2 separate regions of the Danio rerio genome follow, and region 2 is linked to region 1. Evidence: chromatin contacts called from public HiCAR-type data. All regions are on one chromosome and are shown on one strand. The core of a region is the stretch at or near the end of the contact, and the rest is flanking DNA. Distances in the headings are between cores, read along the strand shown.

Region 1 (6,357 bases), core at 2,354-4,853:
CTGATGTGTATCAATGCATGATGGTACACATTTATTCCAGAGTTTAATTTCATTTTCATTACCAAAACCTGACCATAGTATTATACTTTTCTAGAAAAAAAATTATTGAAGCAAAAACGTATCCTTATGCAATCAGTTCCCTTCAGAATTATTAGTTCAATTATATTTGCAGTTAACTTATGACTCTCATACTTTCTATCGAACTAAGGAGGTATGTTTTGTTCATTTTCCGAGGATCTTCTTTCTCCAGTGTTCAAAAGAAAGTATTCAATATAAATAAGTTTCACCAAATTTCAGATTCATACAGAATACTGTCCTCACCCTGAAAAAATCAAAGCAGACCCTTCTATGCATACAGCATGCGAGGAGTCTTAAAAGTTCAGTCTCTGGATTCTAATATGGATGAAGATGGTGATTTTGAACAGCTTTTTCTCATATTTGGATTATGGTTTTTAATAAGAAAATGAAGAGTTTAGATGCAAAAACCTCTAAATGTCGTCTGAAATTTTCCTCTAAAAGGAGCATTTTTATCAGGCTCCATGTGTGTACGTTAATTAACATCACTTGTGTGGAAAAGAATAAGTCCTTTTCCTGGTCTTTAAAGTGAAATATTTCAACAAACAAGAGACTGAGAAAAATTTTCATTTTTGATGGAAATTTTAGATGCCACTTAGAGGTTTTTTTTTTTATCTGAACTCTTCAAATTATGTTTTTAACAAAGTAAAATTATAGAGTCTGCTTTTTTAGGTTCTCTGTTCGATTAATACATCAATTAAATATGCTTTAATGTTTAAGCATCTTTGACTTAAATTGAAAGTTTGTACAAATTATATAATATATACAGATATATACAGATTTATATGATATAAATATTTTTTTTTTTAAATGCAACTGAAAAATAAAACCTGCAGAGGTTCAGACAGTTGTAATGCTATTCCAAACTATTCCACGTGATGGCATCTGAAGCACGCAATACAGAAATTTCTGCCTGCCATCTGGATTTTTTATTTTTTATCAATTTTAACAGTTTCAAACTAATTCATATACAGATGTCGAACTGATATAATATATATATTATATAGCCTATATATCTATATATATATATATATATATATATATATATATATATATATATATATATATATATATAGCCTGTGTAGCCTACTTTACATTATATTTGTATTTTTTTTCTCTTTGTAGCTTATTGTATTGGAAATCTTTAAAAAACTTCCTATTTGAGTTGCCATTCCTACATGTGTTATTTTAATATGTCAATGTAACAAATCTTTGATTTTATTTTATTTTATTGCACATGACGTGAAACTGTGAAAAATGAAAAGAGGATTTGGTTTACCCTGACTAAATTAAGTCTGAAGTAAAAAAAAAAAACTAAAAAAAAACAAAAAAACTAAAAAATAAATATATATATATATATATATATATATATATATATATATATATATATATATATATATATATATATATATATATATATATATATATATATATATATATATATATTTATATATATATATATATATATATATATATATATATCATGTACAATTTACTTAAAAATATATAGGCTAATATATAGTTACTTAATTTGATATATAGGCCTATGATTTGTAGTTTTCTTTTAATTTGCAAAAAAAAACAGTTGACATGTTTGTATCAATATTTGTACACAGTACAGAATATGAATTTCATTGTCAATGAACAAAGATACAAAAAAGAGAAAGAACACAAAATAACCTTGAGGGTAAGACGTTTAAGGATCAATTACAATACATATATTAAAATCATTACAAAATGAAATAGTTCTGTTGGCTTTTTTTCAGATAATGAAATTTTAGTGACTAACTTCTTGTAAAAGAAAACAGGAAAATATGGCTTGGTATGAGTAAATTTGCATTTGTGGATATGGAATTTACAAAGAAAATAAACTAAATTTATAATAAAACAAACATTTCTTTTACTAGAGACAGATTCATAATAATCAAAAATAATATCTTTAAAAGTAACAGAAACATTTTGTTGTATATTATCATTACAGTTTTTCCCAATTGCTTACCCACAATTACTTGTACTTCAATGACTAGAACATGTAACTGATGCACCAACCCCCTGAACCAATTCTGCTAAACTACAAGCACAATTCCTGTTTTACACTCAAATTGCAGGTTTAAAACACACTTTTTGCAAAACATTCTCTGTATTTGGCACAATTTTTATGCAGAAAATTTCGTTTTCACAAGGAACACACTGACGTTCAAAATTGTAAAGTCAGTTGTGCTACTTTGCATACTAACTCATCACATGAGTAAACACCTGTCACACAGAATTGCAATTTAGAAATCAGAGCTCATCTGGTTCATAACTGGTTCACTGCCCACCCACGTTTTTTAATTGAAAAAAAAAACTGTTTCTGTATGAAATTCACAAAATTTACATTTTACATCAATATATATATATATAGTTTAATAAGATAAAATCGGTTGATTAACTTACAGTTTTTGCAACTGCTTGCACACAAAATCTTTTCTCGTCACACAATTTCTGAAACATCTCACTCAAAATGCAAACTATGTCCAAAACCAGAAGCTATTTCTCAGCCTTAAACTCAGTTTTCAAATGCATAAAACAATTTTTAAAAAAACGCTACACACAATTCTCTACCCAAAACACAGAAATTGAACAGGAATCTACTTGCTTTTCTTTTCCAGACAAAACCAATCAAAATGTTACACTTATTCACCAAGACACACTGACACACGCACAAACACACATACACACGCACGCAAGCACGCACGCACACACACACACACACAGACACACAATCCTTAAATGTGGAAACACAATTCTTTACTGATCACTAACCAATCACTGCTTTACAGTAGTATAGGCCTAAATGTGTCTGTACTTCAGACACAAAATTAAAGACACACTGTGCATAGTACAGTAATGATTGTATTGCATAACTTTACCTGGACAAACTGGTGACAGTCTTTTTTGATGCACTTAATATTCCTTTTAAAAACCTCAAGAGTCCTCTTTTAGAACATATCATGTGATTGGAAAAACCTCAACACCTAATTGTGGTTCCTAGATGGGAATCTATTGTGATTTAAATATTTACATAACTGCAATAAGCTGTTTCTCACTGGAAATGTAATAAAATACAGAGAATATACTTGTGTTTCAATTCACAATGTGAAGCATGTGATGTTCACAGCAGTTCACTTTGACTTCAGCCTATGTAGATTATGTTTAGAACTTGATGTTATCTGTCATGACATACAGTGTGAAAGCATTTGTAAATTTGACTGTAAAATTACATTGCTTTGGTCTTGGTGGAGCTTGGGTGTAAAAGAAGTTCATACTGTATGCATTTTGTATCAAATCAACAAGATTTATGTGTTAATTGTATAGCCTACAAAAACGGATGTTGTGCTTACCGTGTTAAGAGTTTAAGAAACTTGGTAAATGTATTTAAAAAACTGTCATAGCGATTGTAAAAAAAACTAATTTGTGTCACTGTGACGCGAACGTGACAGCGCTTCCCTGACGTCAACAAATGAGCCTGGGTGAAATGTTTGCGCGCATGCGCAACACTGCAGCCCTCGACTAAATTGAGGTCTTTGTTGAGACCAATAGACAAATCTTGCTCGAGCTTTACCGATACCTCAGGGATATTTAGTGAAAAGACAACCGTTTTATGCACAGTCGTGAACAAGTAGGCTTCATGTTATCCCGAACACGAACGCGAGGAAATTAGCAGAGCTGACAACATCGGATGTACACAAACAAACCCATCGCTGTCGTTTTAAGGTGGTATTTTTCAGCGTGACGATTTTATTTATTGAACATTTACGACAATCGCTTTCGTCGAAATGGGGAACTGACATATTTAAAAGGAGTAGATTTCCTCTTCACATCCAGGATATCATGAAAGAGGAGAGCATTTGTATGGAAAGGCTGCCCATGGCACGCAGAAGTGGGTTTCAACTTTCCAGCTGCCTCGTCCAGACAGAGGAGAAGAGGGACGCAGAAAGAGGATATTTGTGGGCCAGCTTTATTTCACATAAATAGTCCAACTGCAATATTTGGGATCAGGTCGGAGATGGAGACTGTCGGGAAATTCGAGTTCAGCAGGAAGGACCTCATAGGACACGGTGCCTTCGCAGTGGTTTTCAAAGGCAGACATCGAGAGGTGAGATACGTTAATAGTAACGTTATCTGGAAAAAAAAAAACAAATGTCTCAAAGTATTTTAATTTGCGGCAATGGTGTTATTGTGCGGTTTTTCTAAATTTGGTTTGTTTACATACTGGTTGCAGAACTAACATTACCACCTTAAAGGCCTCGAGCACAACAGATGGAGACGAGAACGAGAGATTAAAGCCAAATAATATATAACAGAGTTGTGGAAAGCTTTAAAAGCACATTATATACATGTATCCGAGCTTTAAATGTGTCATTTCCGATTTATACATGAAAGCTAATGAGAGAAACTGGGAAACAGTAGAAACAATAACACTGGCTGACTATAGACATGAACGGGCATGTCATTGTACACGTTTTATACAGTATAAACTACAAGGGGATTATGTATAATCTCTTAAATTGTTCACATTTTTTCAGAAGCATGAATGGGAGGTTGCCGTCAAATGCATAAACAAGAAGAATTTGGCCAAATCGCAGACTCTTCTGGGCAAAGAAATCAAGATATTGAAGGTGAGTTTTGGTTTTAATGACAATGCATTGCATATTCAGACCATAAAATTAAGTGTGAGCGAATATAAGTGTGTTTAAGTACGCAAATAATTCGTATTTGTTATTTCTAGGAACTGAAACATGAAAACATCGTTGCATTGCACGACTTTCAGGTAGGTTGATTTGAATCTGAATTTTGCAAATATTTGAAATAATATAAATTGCTAGATAACTTCATATATTAATTAATTTACTAGTTATCATGCATTAAAATGCTCCTGAGTCTTGTTTGACTTTCTTTGCAGTGATTGGTTAAAAGCAGTCACATGTTCCTCTGTTGACATGACATGTGCACTTGTTTTTAATGAGTGTGCTGCAAGGCATTATGGGCATTGGAGTCTGGGTTACACAATTGTTTTTTTACAAGAGGGATAGAAATCGATTTAATTTTGTTTTCTCGTTTGATCCAGCATATGAAGTTCATTGGCACACAGTAAATGTCTTATTGCGAGTGAAAGCTGCAACGCCAGACTGTTAAATGGTTTCATTGAAGTATTGACACGCTTTTCAAACACCTGGGTTCTCAGTATTAGCTCTGTCCTTAGGGTCATCCGGAGGTTAATATGCCAGGCATGTTTTATTGGTTTAGGGTAAAGCCAGTTGGACTTCAGAATACATGTTGTATCTCCAACCATTAGTAGATCTAATTTAAAGCAGTGTTTGTTTTTGAACCGAACTTGTAACCATATTAATTAGTTTAATCCCTTTTGTACTTGGCACTCATTTATGTTTCTAGATAGCAGTACCAACAACATTAGTCCTTGAAAACCAGTTAATCAGGTTACAAAAAAACATTGAGCTTTCATGCAAGGGTGTGAAATGTAATTTGACTTTGATCTATATACTATACCACACCACTAAAAGATTTCAATACAGTGCAAGTACTGTTTTTAGTTAGTATTCCCAGTTTACACTGAGGTTGATTGATGTTGCTTTTGTCTCCAATCGGTTAATGGCAGTTTTGTGAAGGAAGGCTCACACTCTGGTGTTGCTTTCAGAAGGTACAGCTCAAGTGTCTCGGTTCACATACTTCTCTGATCTGACCTCCTCTCACATCATCTGGATAGTCACACCACTTTCTGCTGTGGTGTTGCCTGTCTGTGAATTGAATGCATTAAAGTTTGAGGAGTTATCCTTGCACTACCCTGAAGGGAACAGTCACAGTGAGCTTCTTGGCTCTTTGCCACATGTGACAAACTTGTGCTTGTTTGTGCAGGATAACCCTGGCAAGAGTTAATCTGGTCATCTCTCCCTTGAGAACATAGAAACAAGCTTTCAGGCAGAGCTTATTTTTAGTGCAACCGAGCTATTTGATTATTAATATTAAAGAGACACATAGATATTAACTTCTTTATTCTTTTAATGAAAGTTTATTATTATTATCATTGTTTTTTTTTTCATTATTTGGATCTTTTTTTTTTTCTTGATTTGAATATTTTAGCATTCATAGAACAATTCAATTTAAGCCCTGGTCAGATCACACGATTTTTAATGTCGGTTACAAAGTCACTATGTCAGATTATGTGATTTTGGTCTTGATAAAATCTTGACTTGTCGTGGCTAACAAATGTGCAAGACTATT
Region 2 (6,357 bases), core at 1,839-4,338, 730 kb before region 1:
TTTAGGCCTGTAATTACGAGCTTTCTAATATGTAGTTTTGGGCGTTTTCTTGTGTATATTAAGACTGTTTAGAGCTCTGTCATCTTTATATTACATACCATATACACTTTATGTTGTTGAAGGAGCAAAGTGTTTGTTTTATGGTGTGTTAAAAGTTGAGAAAGGTACCATATTTTAAACTGGGAGAACTATATGCATTCACACGATAGCCACCTCTCAGTATATGTGACTCCCCCTTGTCAGCCGAAGGCAGGCGCCAGCTCTGCTTATTCCTACCACATAATAAAACTTAACAACTACCGTACTAACTTTTAATTAAAAGCAAAAGAGAAGTTCATTGAGGTAATAGCCATTGCTTATAGTTAGTTAACAGCAAGAACTGATCCATAAAGTGTTATCGAATCCTGTATTAATTATATTTCTTTTAATGTTGTTATGTATTTAGACGTGTAATGTAAATCATACAACAGTCATCTAACCTGAGATATGCCGGAGGCTCTGTGCTGATGGACACGGCTTTGTATTTCTCATCATTACCCTCGAAGATCTCCTCACATTCAGAAGCCTTCAGCAGGGTGACACTGGTGGCTAAAGGTGTGTAACCATGATCTAACACAAAAACAACACTGCACAAACTGCTGTCCAGAAGCAGGACTAGGAGATTATAAGGTGTGGATTGCTTATAGCTGCTTTCTGGACCTAATTGTTGAAAAGGAATCACTTACCGTGTGATGACGCTACAATCTTCTTCCTCTCCTCAACGGATGCAAGGCGTCTCCATAAAGAAGGGTATCGCTTATATAAGGAGCCTCTGAACATACGCAGGTAGTTGCCAACCTATAGAGCGAGAGTGTGCAAAAAACACTTTCAATTATATAAAATCACCTAGATTTTTGATAGCCTGAGGTAAAATGTAAATTCTCAGGTGAAATATCTTTTAGGGCAGCACGATTATTGGAAAAATCTAATCTCATTGGGACTTTTTTATTCTGGGATATATATATTGCGATTATGAATATAATTTCACTAGATGACTTAATTAATATTAATAAATTCATATTGATTGACAAGTATGCATTTAAGTATTTTATATGCAAAAGTGATGTATTACTATTTTATATTTAAGTGATTTATGATATGTTACCTTTCTACCTACCTTAGCATTTTAGTCAGTTTTTCCTTCTGACATGCTGATTTATTTGTAATTACATTAATTCCAACAAAAGCAACATTAACATTTTGGATTGCTCTTCTGGTTGTATGTTCTAGAGTCACAATGGAAAACAAAACTCCAACATGGCAATGAAAAATTGAAGACTACCTTATAAAATCTCAACAACAACAAAAAAGTATTCTGATTAACAAATAGGCCAAGTATGCTGATACCAAAATAAATAGGCATTGGACGATAAGAGTTTTGAAGGTATACTGCGGTTTGGAAAAGTCCAGGTTTAAAAACTGCCAAAATTTTCAGCTGTACTGTTACAATGTAAGATATGTAAGATATCAAAATATGCCATTTTGAAAATTATAGAAATCTGTGTTTTTGAAAGTAATTAAGACAGTGGAGGTCAATGCTTAATTTATATTATTTAGACTGACATGTTTACTGCTCATAAATACTATAAATGATTCTAAAATAAAATATATTGTGCTATATATAGGGACATTTTTTTTTAGATTTTTACCCAGACATTTGAATAAAATTTTTTTAGAGCAGTAATCACAATACCAAGAAATCATGATATTTTTTATCCATAGTTATCATACCGTCAGAAACTTGCCTAATGGGTTATATAAAATGCATGCGTTAGTTATGTAGCACACAATATAATGCCTAAGTTAAAAGCATTTTAAAATCATTTACTCACATGTGTTGTTTAAACTATATGTGGTTTTATTTTTCCTATGAAACACAAAAGATTTAATCTAATTTTTCCCCACTCACTTTCGTTTTGTATTAACATATCTAATAAAAACTGAGGTAAAGATGGTTTTATATTTGCACATTCGTTCAGTGACAACTTGTGAAATACCGTCTATATAGCGTACCATTGAGGAAAAGTAGGTTTTATATATACATACACAGTCAGAATTTATCCTTCATAATATAAATTTAGAAAGTATTCTTTGCAAATTCTAAATAGTGAATTATATTTGCAGCCAATGCCTATTAAAATAATTGTTTACAAAAAAATTGTTTACAGTCAAGTAGTGCTAATCTTGATTTGAAGTCACTTTCATGTGATTTCAGGCAGAATATTCAAAGTACTATGGTAAAGTTGTCACTGAATGAATGTGCGAACATAAAACTATCTTTATCTCAATTTGTTTAGTACGTTACTTTGAAAATTCGGAACAACGTTGAAAGTCATTGGCTGCTAAAATGATTAAACTATTTAAATTTGCAAAGAATACTTTCTAAAATGATATTATTAAGAAGGAAATTCAACTGTGTGAATATAAAACTAACTTTAACGTTACCCAAATTAAATAAAGTATGATTTTCAGTATATTGAGAGGGTGTCAGTCCATAACATTGTTGTAAACATATTTTGTGTTCAACCAATGTAGTTGCAATCATAAAAGTTTGGAACTACAGTAGTCCGAATACATAATGGCAAAACATTTCGGTGTAAACCATCACTGTAATATGTTTGTGGTGATGGGGTAACGTTACTTGTACACTATATAATAAGATACAACAATAATAATGTTCTCTATTAACTTGTTTGCCCCAATATAAAGTCGCACTTACAATCTGCGTTTTACACTTGAAACTAACTTTACTTTATATAGCAAAAGGGGTGACTGCAAACTTATTAAATCATTCATTCGTTAGCTCGATATGCAGATATGAGCATCTTTAACAAGCAAGAGCCAACAAAGAGAAGTCGAAGATGATGTTTTAGTGTTAATACAGCGACTACGTTGATGCATATCAGATGTAAACATTTGCGTAGTACTCAGAGCAACTGAAGACATACCTCTGAACCTATCATGTAAAAATCTCCATCTTCTTCGAGTTGAAATTTTATTGGTTTTTGTCCAAATGTTTTACTCAACGCCATCTTTGCGAACACAACACAATGAGAGACAACGCGCATGCGTACAAACGAAGCGTCGCGCTGGGACCAACTCACGCGCTGGGACGCCCCGCTGCGGTCCTGCAACAATGCCTACGGTTGGAGCACGAGTATGTTACAAAAAGAGTTCATAGTTTTGTTTGAAAAGCTAACAACCAATTAAAGCAAATGTAAAATTTAAAAGCAAGCAATTATTAGTGCACAATTAGCTCACAATAAACTCTAAAATATTACTTATAATCTTTTAAAAATGATTTGATTTGATTGGGGTAGGGTTATTTGGACCCCAAAATTCTGCGAGGGACCCTAAAAATGCAATATATATAGGCTTATAAGAAAATATACAAGATAAGAAAATATAGTTTCTTATAGGCTATAAATGTAGTCATCTAGCTTATAATGTGAAATATTACTGGGTCAGTTGGCATTTCTGTGTGGAGTTTGCATGTTCTCCCCCTGTTTGAGTGGGTTTCCTCCTGGTCTCCCCCCCCCCCCCCACCCCCCAAAGTCCAAAGACATGGGGTATTGAACAGGTGAATTGGGTAAGCTAAAAATGTCCTTAGTGTATTAGTGTATTTGTGTGAATGTGAGTGTATGTGTGTTCCCCATAGATGGGTTGCAGCTGCAGGTATCCGCTGCATAAAAAATTTGCTGGATAAGTTGATGGTTTATTCCGCCGTAGTGACCCCAGATTAAAAAAAGGACCAAGCCGAAAAGAAAATGAATGAATGAATATCTATATTTGATCAAATGTGGATAAATGTTTTTTTTTTTTTTTTTTGCACAATTTAATAGTTATTTTAATTATCATAATGATAATTGTTTTATGTTGGTTGGTTTTATGTATATATATATATATATATATATATATATATATATATATATATATATATATATATATATATATATATATATATATATATATATATATATATATATATATATATATAAATTCCTTCTTGCTTTCTTTATTAATTGAATTCTTCTCTTCTTCAAAGCTAAATCCAAGAAAGATGGCAGTTTCTTAAGTCAACAAGAAATATTGAATTGCATAAACAAGCCAAAACACTCAACAGGCAAGACAAATAAGGATTAGGTTGCTAAAAATATTTAAGACAATTAAAACCGCATTAGCCATTAAGCCTACATAAGAACAGCCTTGATATTTCACATCTAGTGCCAGATTACTTAAATTTATTTGCAATTATATGACTACTCTAAGTAGATTGAACATTTGGGGGAAAGGGGGGGTTCACTTGTGATTAAATGTACCAACATACATGTTTAACACAGACCTTTTTTAATGGTAATCAGAAGTTACATCTCCATTAGAACGGAAAAAACTCCATTCTTGTAGCACTTTACAAGTACCTGCATAGAAACTAAACCATTAACACGGGTCACAGTCTGAACTCGCTTCATTAACGTAAAAACATATTTTCATTAAACATGCTGCATTAAACATCACATTATCCTTTGGCTTGGAACATTAATAATCGGTCATTACGAATATGATTCAGAGTGAAATATTCTTCCTGAAGTAGTTTAATCATGTCCTTTGGTGTCCTTCAGGGAAAAAAAAAACAAATGTTCAGCTGAACTAAAAGATATGAGTGCACATGTGATAAGCAGGGAATGGTAAACTCTTTGGCAAAAACACTTTAAAAAGGAGATTCACCCTAAAAATGAATTGATCCTCATTGTTTATTAACAGTTTTGCTGGTCCATGTATTCCACCTGTCCAAAGTGCAGATATCTGTAGATTCCCTGACAACTGCAGGAGAGATATTCAGAGATAAAAAATATATATTTCAGAAAGGCTCACCCTTACTTCACAGTTTGAAGCTTGTTTATACTTTTATATGGGATAAATAATTGATCTTGTTAGTACATTTGAAGAATTTTTATTTGGAGTGTAATGGTGGAACCATAACTTTATTTTCTGTTGTTTTTTATTTGGATCTAAACTTTTGTTAGTTACTAACTTTTTCACTTGTTTTACTCATGATTTTCTTAAGGTATTTCCTCATTTCAGTTTGTGCTTTATCAGATTAAAAAGAACTTGCGTGGATTAAAAGTTAGATTTTTTTAATTATTAATAATTTTTGTCTATTTAAAAACATTTATTATACTATTATAAATCTTAATAATGAAATACCTTCATATCAAATTATTCCATTTTATTAATAATTTCTGTTTTCAGGGTTGCAAAAACATCTTTTTAATTCTAAATGTACCTTTTTTATTGCCAAATATACTGCTTGAATGATCTTAATAATGAATAATGCTTGTTGGTTTAAAGGACATGAAAATTAACCTTCAGTAAATGGCGGCATTCATCTATTCAAATGATTCATTCAGAAGTCTGATTCATTCAAGAAAGAGTCATGGCAGCATCTGAAATTCCACATAGGCTAGTATGTCAACTGTATGACAAAAAAGCCTATTTATTCATTCATTCATTCATTTTCTTTTTGGTTTAGTCTCTTTAATAATCAGAGGTCGCCACAGTGAAATGAACCAACAACTTATCCAGCATGTGTTTTACGCAGCGGATGCCCTCCCATATGACAAAATTTGGCCCAGATCTGGCTAACACAATCAGCTTTTGCTTTGCCCACATGCCGCAGTGAATTATGGTACATCATTGGACCAAGTCTGGCTTCCATACAAGGGCCAAACATGAACCATATCTTGACCAAGTCTCAGCCAAGTTCATAACCCATAACTGGGCCGGAACTGGGCCAGACTTGGTGTATCACGACTGCAATGAAAATGACTTCGCTTTAAGGCCACACTTTTTCTCGAAGCGGCCCGATGGTAAAATTTTTTCTTTAATTAAAAATGATTTAAATCTATTTTAAAAGTAGGTCAAGATAAGCCAAACATGTTCATTTTTAACATCTGGGTCAAATACTACATTTGACATCTGGCCCAAATCTTATGCGCTGCCTTAAAGATGGTGCCACCTCTGTGAAACCTGGGCCATGTTTGGCCCACATGCTGTATGCCAGTGCTGGATGAATGCCTGCTGTGCCAGATTCATGTCAAATCTGGGCCGGAATTCTTTGCTACCTGGGCTTCCGGCTGCAACCCATCGCTGGTAGGCATATTTATATACACATTAAAGTATATTATATATATATTCTATAATATACTGTAGATTTTAAACTCAAGTTTCAGTCTATACTCACAAAACATCCAAATTCAGCAAGATAAAATCTAACCTTAATATGAGTTTGAGTTTAATTTATAACTTGACAATGATCTT

The links. HiCAR-type assays count read pairs that join an accessible place to other places.
Region 2: a HiCAR-type map of caudal fin shows a contact between it and region 1, with 13 times the contacts expected there. The contact joins the promoter of smarcb1b here to the promoter of ulk1b in region 1. A contact is called at or near these places in 4 of 18 Hi-C or Micro-C datasets (caudal fin, embryo, hematopoietic stem cells and 1 more) and 2 of 4 datasets of contacts at active chromatin or transcription factors (caudal fin and embryo).

Annotation. Positions count from the first base shown.
Region 1 is chr21:16,281,604-16,287,960 of GRCz12tu, reverse strand. It overlaps ulk1b (unc-51 like autophagy activating kinase 1), which reads left to right and starts at 3,603. Exons shown (of 28, transcript XM_068216020.2): 1 at 3,603-4,213; 2 at 4,644-4,736; 3 at 4,847-4,888. The coding sequence starts at 4,124.
Region 2 is chr21:17,006,303-17,012,659 of GRCz12tu, reverse strand. It overlaps smarcb1b (SWI/SNF related BAF chromatin remodeling complex subunit B1b), which reads right to left and starts at 3,088. Exons shown (of 10, transcript NM_131448.1): 1 at 2,988-3,088; 2 at 726-837; 3 at 480-588. The coding sequence starts at 3,071.